2 separate regions of the Rattus norvegicus genome follow, and region 1 is linked to region 2. The links are chromatin contacts, called in public Hi-C maps. All regions are on one chromosome and are shown on one strand. The core of a region is the stretch at or near the end of the contact, and the rest is flanking DNA. Distances in the headings are between cores, read along the strand shown. Region 1 overlaps Nuak1 (NUAK family kinase 1). Region 2 holds the start of Nuak1 (NUAK family kinase 1).

Region 1 (5,012 bases), core at 408-2,907, 56 kb before region 2:
TCGAGACCAGTAATCACCAATCACCGGGAAGCTCTTAATAGAGGCTGTGGCAAGGGCTACCTTGCAAAGGACGCCAACACACAGCCAGCGCTGCTTAGCTGCACACGCGTCTCCACAGTGACTCGCTCAGCTGGTCACCGCCTACTAGAAGCACTTGGAGATTCTCTCCCAGGGACAGCTGTCTGCAAGTCAACAGCACTCAAGATAAGAGACTGTGAAAGGCTCGTTGGATAACTGTCCCTCAGACAGAAGGCAAATCTTAGGGTTGGCAGTGAAGAATGGCCTAGAGTGGAGTGGGAAGACGTTATAGACAGCCTCATTCCCGAAGAAGTACTTGGTCCCACCCTGGTAAGGGCATTCCAAAGACTAAAGGAGACGATACATGGAAGGTCTGGCCCAGGCTCTGGCTTCCAGCAGGAGTTCAGCAAATGTACTTCCACTCTTCTGTTTCCCTTCCTCTGCAAGCTCATCCTGGGATCTCTCCCCATCAGACCCTTCCCTGGCCTTCAGAACTCTGCCTGTCACCACTTCCCCCTCAAAGGCTTTCTGCTCCAGCTGCCTAGACAGACCCACCCCTTCCTGTTTAGCACGTCCAGATGGCACGGGGGCAGCTGGCCCGCTGAGGGATAAGGAAAACTTTCTGGAGGAAGACCCCCTAAAGGACAGACAGACAAGGGGGAGTGGGCAGGACATTTGGACAGAGGGAGCCGTGTGTTCCAAGGTCAGGAAGGCAGAGAAAGCTCTGTAGATTTGAGGAGTCCAAATGCAATGCAAAGGAACCTTCCTGGACCAAGCTCACCATCCCCACCATCCAGGCTCTATCCCCACCCTAACCAACGTCCTTCACTGAACAAGTGGATTACACAGTCCTTTGTTTATTGGTCTCAGCCCCAAATTCACTGGGGGGAAGGGGGTACACCTTATCTTCTTTGCCTTCTTAACATTTGGTGGCTTGTTATCACTACTAGTAAAATGACCACCAGACTGGGAGCTCCGAGACAAGAGGGACCTGGCCATCAGACTCAGCATTAAATTCCCCAACGCCCAGCACAGGACTACAGACGTAGCATCTGACACTTGGTTAAGTAATTTATGATCAAAGAAATACTAGATATTCAGCTCCTGAAAAGGATGGAAGAATGACTTCGGGCAGCACAGGTAATCTGTGATATAAATAGCCCCACATGTACACATGTGCACGCCGGATGGGTAAATGAACTAGTTAACGGAAGACTACAAAGTTCTCACACTCCAAAGCCCAGAGGTCCGTGATCCCGAGCTTCGCCTGGCTAAGCTGCCAAGATTTCTATCTCATCTTGTCACTGCCATTCATAGCGTCTCTCTTATCCACAGCAGCCATTGTCACAGGGGCAGCGGAACATCTCCCCTCTGTTCCTCTCCCCTGAGCGCTGGGAGCTCAGCAGATTCCCAGCCCTCCGAGAGGAGGTCAGCTGACCCGGGGGCCGCCTGGCCCTCTTCCGGGGAGGCTCTTTTACAGGAGCCTTCTCTGGGAATGGTCAGCATTCCATTCTCCCAGAGGGTGGGAGGTGAAGCTGGCCCGTTTTCATTAATTGCAAATTAATGCTAGGCTGGGTGCTATTTTAGTCCGCCCCGCTTCCACAGAGGACAGAATGCGATCCGAGGCAGCACATCGCACTCATTCCTTCTGCCGTTGGACTGCAGGAATATTTTTAGAAGCCGCACCCTCATGCCGTGGCCAGATAAATAATTCCCGAAACCAGATGTGCACTTTGCAAATCAGCATAAGGCACAGAAGGGAAGAGGAACCGGTCACGCAGCTCACACCAAAACTGCAGCAACATCTACCGCGTTTAAGCCAGAAGCATCTTTAGAGACCCCCACACACACACAGGAGAGGTGGACCCACAACCTGACAACCACTCCTCCTGCTTTTAGGACAGAAGATTGTGCCACTCGCATCCCATTGGTTGGTAGTACCTCAGTACCCACCGTCCCCCTTGGCCAGGCAGTGAAGGCCTTTCATTCACGCAGAGGCCAGCTTGTGGCCATGTGTGTGACTGCTTCTGTCAGCAACCGTCCCTTCTAAATATGCTTCCTCAGAGTGCTGAGTCAGGAAGAGTGGAGCCCATACAGCCGGAAGGCAAATCAACCCCAGCTGAAACACGCTTTTAAAAACCCTTGGATGTGGGTGCAAGAGGATGCAGTCTGCCCTGCCCGGAAGTCAAACACGGGAGTTTTAACCCTGGTTTGGCACTCCTTTGCCCACAAATCAAACAGATCTAAGTGTGCCAGGCACCATGGGGTGCTCTGGGAAAGGAGAGACGGAACAAACTACTGATCTCAGGCCCTTAGACATTATAGGTTGGAAAACGACTCTCTCTCTCTCTCTCTCTCTCTCTCTCTCTCTCTCTCTCTCTCTCGTGTGTGTGTGTGTGTGTGTGTGTGTGTGTGTGTGTGTGTGTTTGTACATGCACATGCATGCCTGTCCCCACCCTGGGAAGTGTCACCAGCAGGAGCAGAGATGCCTAAGAAAAAAGACAAAGAAAAATAAATACATGACCAGCGTTGACTTTTGTAAAGTACTATGCGCCCTACTTGGCTGCAAACACAGAGGATCCCAGGTGGAAAACCTGGTCCCCAGGAGCTGCTGCGGGAAAGTCGCTGCTCTGTTGCATTTCCGAAAGAGCTGTCCTTCCAGGCTACTGCCCCATTGTCCCCTATACAATTCCTCTCTGAATTCTGGCCATTCTTCTGCTCCTTTAGGGAATTCTATGACTCCACAGGAAGCTATGCACCTTATCAGTTCTGGGACTACACCATGGGACCAAGAGGTCATACTGTACCACAGAACCCGATCCCCAGGCAAGAGGCTCACATTCCAGACTTGCAAAGACTACATTTAGTTCTGAGGGCTCCCGGCGACAGGTGGCAGGAAGAATCCGGACAGAGCCTCAGGGAGATCAGTAGATGGTATAAAACCCTTAGAAGGCAAGGGTGCAAATTTACAGCAGGCCCGACCACCACCCCCAGAACCATTTTCCCATGGCTATACATGCACTCCTCCTTCCACTTAGGCAAGATCTTGGGATGAACACAGCTAAGCGCCATCTCCTCTGACTGCATTTTTAGCTATTTTCCCATCTGTTGCCAATGCCTAGAACTGGGGGATTGCCCACACAAACTCTTAGAAAAAGATTAACTGGAGAAAATAAACAAACAGTAGACAGCACTTCTTCCTACTTAACAGGCAAAGCTAAGTTCAATGGGTAAGAAATTTATCCTAAACCCTGACATCGGCAGGAAACAGAGCTGCAGCACAAACCTGGGCTATCCAGCTCCTGAGTCTCTAGTCCTAGACGGGACCCATTTGTAGACAGGTGATTCCAACGGTTTAATTCTGAACACAGAGAATATCTTGTAAAGGCTCTAGAGCACGTCTGTGGCTGTTGCTATTACCTATTGTGCAACGGAAGGAACTGGTGTGTGTGTGTGTGTGTGTGTGTGTGTGTGTGTGTGTGTGTGTGTGTTCAATGTCGAGGAGCTGGGAAGCCCTACAGCCAGCCCATAAGTTGGCTTGACTTTTTGGGTTTTTTTTTCTCTCTCTCTGTCAATACTAGGGCTGAACCAAGAGCTTCCTACATGCTTAGCAAGTATTCTGAACTCTGAAACACAATCCCAATCCATAATTTTTGAACTTGATAGTCAGTGCTCCTTCTAGAATCATCCAGCCACTTGTTAGAAAAGGATTTGAGATTTCACTTCCTGTTCCTAAGGAGAACTGTTTCAACCCATCATTTTCACCAGACTCTACAGACTGGACAGACATATGTAACTGAGGTCAACTCTTCTGTGAGTAGCAGGCCATGGGGATGTGTCTCTCACAGGATACTCATGACTAATGGTTGACAGTCACGTTCTATAAACCCTAAAACAGCTCTATCCTTCCAAGCAAGGATGTGGTCCGTCACACATCCACTGACTGACAGCAACGGGCGCAACAAAAAAGGAAGACGTGAGAATGTTGCTAGGCCTCGTCTAGGGAGCAGGGTCCCATTGGAGGGTTTCGGAAGTGTTGGGAGTCCTGAGGCTTTCATAACGAAACCCGCACAGTAAGCTCCGTTTATTTTGAAATGGTGTTTGCTTATTTTGCGGCCGTGGTCTAAGGGACATTCAGAGTGCACCCAAGAAGGCCCTTGAACCCTGGAGAGCTTCCTCCAGCTCCAGCAGCCTCCAGAAATAAATGCAAACTCCACCCCTCGCCCTTTAAGATTGATTTTTATTTCTAATGATGTGTGTGTGGTATGCGGACCTGTGCACATGTGCGTGCAGGCGTCCTCAGAGGCCAGAAGAGGGTGTAGGGTCCCCTGGAGCTAGAGTTATGGGTGTTCGTGAGCAGCCCAACATGGACACTATGAACTAAACTCGGGTTCTCTAGAAGAGCGGCAAACGGTCTTAATCGCTGGGCCATCTCTCCAGGTCCCAATTCAACCTTTCTGAACGACCATTCTTTTTATCCAGCTCTCAATTCCAGAGCTGGTTCAAGTGTGAGACGGTGAGGAGGGAGAAACAGAGATGTGGGGTGGGAAGTCACGGCGGCACAGTGGCTAGGGAAAGGCTTCTAAGTTGGGTGTGAATTGTTTGTAGGGAAAGGCTTCTATGTTGGGTATGAATTATTTGTAGGGAAAGGCTTCTAAGTTGGGTGTGAATTGTTTGCCCATAGTCACAGCACTTAAGGAAATAGAGCGATCGAGGAGGACCACCTGTTCAAGGTCATCCTCAGCTACATCACAAGTTTGAAACCAGCCTGGCCTATATGAGACGCCACCTCAAAGACAGAAAAGTGGGGAGGCTTCTAGGTTTAAAATATTCTGGGGCCCTTCTGGCACATTCTGCAGAGTGGTGTGAACTTACCTTTATATGCCAGCCACTGTTATTACGGATGTGCTATCTAATTTGTCTATGCCTCAGTTTCCCTACGGGTGCATGAGTTATAAGATGAAGAGTGCCCATCTCCTATGCCGTCTGAAAGA
Region 2 (4,938 bases), core at 1,997-4,496:
TGACCCTCCTCTGTGACCAGGACCCCTACTTCAAGCAAGAATGCTAATTTCCCAAGCATTTCTGACTGGTTGATTTGCACTGATACCCAGCACCTGATTCAGGATACAAGAACAGGTGAGCAGCCCTGCTCCCCCTGGGAGCTGCTCTCAAAGGGGCTGGATTAAAGCATCAATCAGACATCCACCCAAAGACAGAGCAGGCAGAATTAAGTCAGTGTTTTCTGAGCCTCCTCAAACGGAACGCGCAAGTCAAGGATGTCACACTCATCTCATTTTTTTTTTTTTCTGCTCTTGACACTGAGTCACCAAGCGCTGAATGGGCAAGCACAATGCTGACCAATAGTTTTCTGTCTTGTTTTGGTCTTGCTCCTATTATCTTCTATTCAGCCAGACGTGGGGAATTTTCCACCTGACAATTTTCATTCTTCACTTGAGCTTGTCTGCCATCTGTGAACAGTGCATTCATCAGAGGAGGGTGTAGGCCCCAGGAGGACTCCTTCCCCCTTCCCGCCCCCACGCCCCGCCCCCAGACCTCAGGTTCCTATCTGTTAAAAGCAAGGCGTTCAGTAGAGGGTCTTGCTAACATTCTCGACTTAGCTCTCAAGTAGAAAACAAACCCATGGAGAAGCGAAGCCGTTTGGTAACTCTCAGTTCCTGGGCCTGAATTCTACTGCCAGCTCCAAAATCTTTACATAATTTTTGAATAAAACGAGAGGTTTTTGCTGAAATTAATAGCACAATGGGAGGTTGAGCCAGACAGTACCAGCTGACTGGTCTTGCAGAAGAGAAATGAGCCTCCGTCGTTCTCTCGGCGCCCCCTAGTGGCCGTGAGGCTAAATCCTGGCGGAATGTTTCCAGACACCCACCAAAAGAGGAAGGCAGGCGCCTGCCTATGAATGCTAGTCTAACCCAGCCTGTGGATCAGACATGTAGAAGAACGCCTGACTGGAAGCCACAATGGAGCTCAGCGGGCAAGCATATGCCCCCAAAGACTCAAAGCCCCGGTCAGTGGACTCACGAGCGCTTAGGTGTGAGGGTCCCCACTACGGATTCCAGAACCGCCCTCCTCCGCACTCGACCCCTCACATTCTTGCATCTTCAACCTGCACCTCAGACTGCGTCTGTTTTTCATTATCCCGCTTTCCAACTTCCCAGCGCGATTCTTCAGCCGCTATTAAGGCAATAAGGGAGAGGAGCTACACTAAGTTTTTGCTTATTCAACAGCCAGCCTGGGGAATATCACCTCGGAAGGAAAACGTGAATGAAGCGTGCTTCTCAGACTCTTCCATCATCAGAGAATACCTTTGCAACCACACACACACACACACACACACACACACACACACACACACACACACACACACACACAGAATTCTCAGCCTCTAAAGCAAAGGGCACCTGCGCGCCGTTGCTCCACAACTTGCCATAGAATTCATGTATGACAGAGCACTTGATATTAAGAACACAAACCCCGGGGCTGGGATTTAGCTCAGTGGTAGAGCGCTTACCTAGGAAGCGCAAGGCCCTGGGTTCGGTCCCCAGCTCCGAAAAAAAGAACCAAAAAAAAAAAAAAAAAAAAAAACACAAATCCCTCTCTCCAACACCTTGATAGCAGACTTTTTTAAAATGATAAAGCACATCAACCTGGACCATAAGTCTGAGAAAGGGAGGGGGGTTTATACAGCTGGTCACATATTTGAGATTACAAGAGCAAACCTTGCTGGCTGCAATCAGTTTCCACAGAACCATCTCTATACAAATATAAAATCAGACCAATGTGCTGACAGTTCGCTGTGCCCTTCCCTGTAGCCACTGGTTAGGTTTATAAGCAACAGCATCGTCCCCCGCCCCCAACCGTACCCCTAAAACTGCACACGAGAAGCGTCACAGTTTTTGACTTTGGCCCTAAATCGATTAAAGTACATCTGATAGGCTTTAAATCAAAGAACCACGTTCATTTCTGCCACACGCCACACAAAACTCTTTTCTGCAAAAGTCAGTCACTTTGAACCCAACTCTAGCCACAAGCAGTGTAGATTTCAAGGGCCTGATCTGCAGAGGGGGAAGGAAAAAGGACAACAGTCCAAAGTTGGGACAATACTGAGCCCCCGAGGCACCCCAGCAGAACTTCAGCTGTTGGGGGAGGGGGGCTCGCCAGACCCCTTGAACAATTTAGTGGTCCTGCAGCCAGGACCTGGTAAGGCAAGGGAGCCTGCTGCAAACCAGCTGTGTGTCTGAATGGCCACCCCTACCCTGGATATGTCATGCTTGCCAGAGGCCGGAATGCAAACTGTCAGAAAACCTCAGACATTCAGTAGTGCCATTTAGGTTTGATAGGCAGGAAGAGTCTGTCGTCTTTTGCAGCAAGAGCAGCATCGGGGTAATCAAGCATACCAGTGAAAAGACGCGGAGAAGTGGGACTGTGGGTGGATGGGAAAGAAGCGAGGGTCCGGAGCAACTACAGGACACAAGGCTTGAGAGTCCAGCTTCACCGCTGACGATACAAATAAGGAACTCCCGGGCAAGGTCTGAAGGTGTGTCTTTGGGGAAGACCCCTAAAGTTGCGAAATGTTGGTGAATCCTAATCACTACTTTGCTAGCTGGGATTAGAAAGGGGGGAGGGGGAGAAGCCCCCAAAATAAGTGCAGACAGGATGTAACAAGTGTTTTCCGAGATATACACCTGAGTCACGGGGTGCTGAAAGGAGCGTGAAGAGTCTGACTAGGGGACTCCTGCCAAGGCACCCCTTGGTGGAGAGATCCCCGGTGATGTGGTGTCCACAGACCGTCTCCCCCCTCTTGGTCCACCACGGAACTAGCCCGATCCCCTCCAGGGATTTCCCTTACTCACCACTCGGCCTGAAAACCTCTCCGTGGCTCTCTTGACTTTGCCGTAGGTACCTTTGCCCAGGGTCTCTTGCAGCTCATAGCGATGCTTCAAGTTGTGTTTGTGGTGATGTCGCTTCACCCCGTGCGGCTTCCTGGGTTCCACTGGAGCAGCAGTCGCCCCGGCCACTACCTCCCGCGGAGAGCCGGGCAAACCCGTCTCCACAGCAGGGCCATCCCCTGCCGCGGACACTGCCGCCCCTTCCATGACCAAGCGCCAGGCAAGCCGAGCTGGAGAGGGCTGGACCCGGCACGGGGGCTCGGGGTGGTCCCTGCCGAGGGAAACCGGGGTGCGTTCAAGGTCGCCCCCGCAGCAGCATTGCTGAGACGACCCGACCTGGCTCTGGCTGCCGCCGGGGCACTAGCGGCGGCGGCGACTGCACATCTGGAGTCCCGGGCGCGCACGCTCCGCGCACCGCCCCCTGGCCGGCCGCGGCAATCTGCGGAGCGTCCGGCGAGGTGGCAGCGGTGTCGGGGGAGGCGGTAGTGTTGGCGAGAAGGAGGGAAGAGGGTGGCTCCGAGCGCTGGAGGGGAGTGTTATGTGGGGCGCCGCGCCCCCCGCCCCCTCGCCGGGAGAACGCGCAGACGGGGCGGGGCGAGAGGGGAGCGCGGGGCGGGCTCCCGGGTGTCCCCACCTCCGCGCTGGGCCACCGCGCAGGGAGGGGGCGGGGTGCGTGTCGTCGTTCACTCTTTGTGCGGCGCGGCGCAGGCCCGGGCGGCGGCCAAGTCGCTTTGTCCTCGCCGGGTGGGGACGCTAGGTCCCGGGTGGGGTCGAGGTGGAGGGGGGCGGTCGTCAGTGCGCTTGTCCCCTCCCTGAGAGTCCCGCACTCACCCTCCGGAGCTACTGCGGGCGTTCCGCAGCTAGCTTAGGCCTATCGGCCTCGGATAAAGCTCACGGGGCCCTGAGGCCGCAGAGGCGACAACGCACAGAGCCAGGCGCACGCTCTGTGACCAGAGGCTGCAGCCTCCCGGGCCACCCTTCTTAATGTTTGTTCTGGTGTGGCAGAGGCCGCCAGGCCCGCGGGAGCTGGGGGAGGCCGGGGAAAGGAGGCCCAGAGGTGTTGGGTTACCGGCGGTGAGTCACGGTCCGCTCCAGCAGCAGAGGCCCTGCAAGCCCCCAGCTCCGGCACGGTCAGGGCAGCGCCCTCCTGGAGCAACCGCAGGGCCTGGAAAGTCCCCAGGAGGGATGCTTCGGGACCCCCGGCTCTCTCGGGGGGAAAAGGCGGAGTCAGGAACGAAGGGAGGCTCGAAGGAGGAACCCGGCCCTTCGCCAGGGCGCCCATCTCCCGGTAAAGTCCGGGAGTCCGACAGGGACAACCACCGAAAAAACCAGATGTAAGGGCCTGGATGGACCTGGGTGCCCTGAGCTGCCCAGCACCATAGAAAGGCCCCTTTCTGAGGCGGACAAACCATGGCTGGGATAAGCCAGGGCCTAGGCCTACTGAGCTATTCCTTGTCCAAACCAGAGGCCACTTGCTGGCCTCTTGACCCCCTCAGGCGATGGAAATTTTCCTTTGACTAAAAAGGCTAGATCTCACCCCACCAGGTGAAGGTCAGGCAGGAAGGCCTCCCAGCAAGGCTGCCCTGGTTCTCCTAAGATGAAGGGAAGGAAAAATAAGGCGTTGAGGGGGAAAAAAAATAAAGGTATCTTGAGACATTTTTCAAAGTAATTTCACATAAATTACATTGTTCCAGACTAGGATGGGAAGACCTGACAGGAAGAGCGTCTGGTGTATTCCCGCAAGTACTGGAGCTTCCTTCTGCAGCTCTCGGGTTCCTCCCGCCCTCCGAATTCCTTCTGTCTTCACTCCTGTCCACTTATCACCTTACACTGGACTCAGGCAACAGCCTGCCTGCACGAGACCCTTCCCCCAACCCCCCAAGCCCCTGCTGTCAGAGTCGTGGCCTGAAATACACCTCAGTACCCATTATCGGCCCTCACTCCTCTGCTCCGTTCTGGACTTGATAGTGGTCTTATCTCCAAACGTTATTTACTTGTCTTACTGATGCCTGAAACCCCTCTGCCCGTCTCTGCCTACCTTAAAAGCACTCA

The links. Hi-C and Micro-C count contacts between places; a contact is called where the count stands out from the background.
Region 1: a Hi-C map of the A7r5 cell line shows a contact between it and region 2, with 5 times the contacts expected there. The contact joins the enhancer-like site here to the promoter of Nuak1 in region 2. A contact is called at or near these places in 9 of 12 Hi-C or Micro-C datasets (the A7r5 cell line, the Rat2 cell line, Schwann cells and 5 more).

The regions. Positions count from the first base shown.
Region 1 is chr7:21,269,961-21,274,972 of GRCr8, reverse strand. All of the region lies in intron 4 of Nuak1 (NUAK family kinase 1), which reads right to left. Among named protein-coding and RNA genes, the nearest start is that of Nuak1, 55 kb to the right of the region's middle. Within about 2 kb of position 1,657, at least 59 of the 93 cell types and tissues checked have an H3K27ac peak or open chromatin away from gene starts, as enhancers often do. A contact at or near this core is called in the A7r5 cell line, liver and prefrontal cortex, where this site is marked.
Region 2 is chr7:21,216,037-21,220,974 of GRCr8, reverse strand. It overlaps Nuak1 (NUAK family kinase 1), which reads right to left and starts at 3,246. Exons shown (of 7, transcript NM_001106774.1): 1 at 2,851-3,246. The coding sequence starts at 3,093. It overlaps LOC120093542 (a long non-coding RNA gene), which reads left to right and starts at 3,537. Exons shown (of 2, transcript XR_010053193.1): 1 at 3,537-4,220; 2 at 4,581-4,938.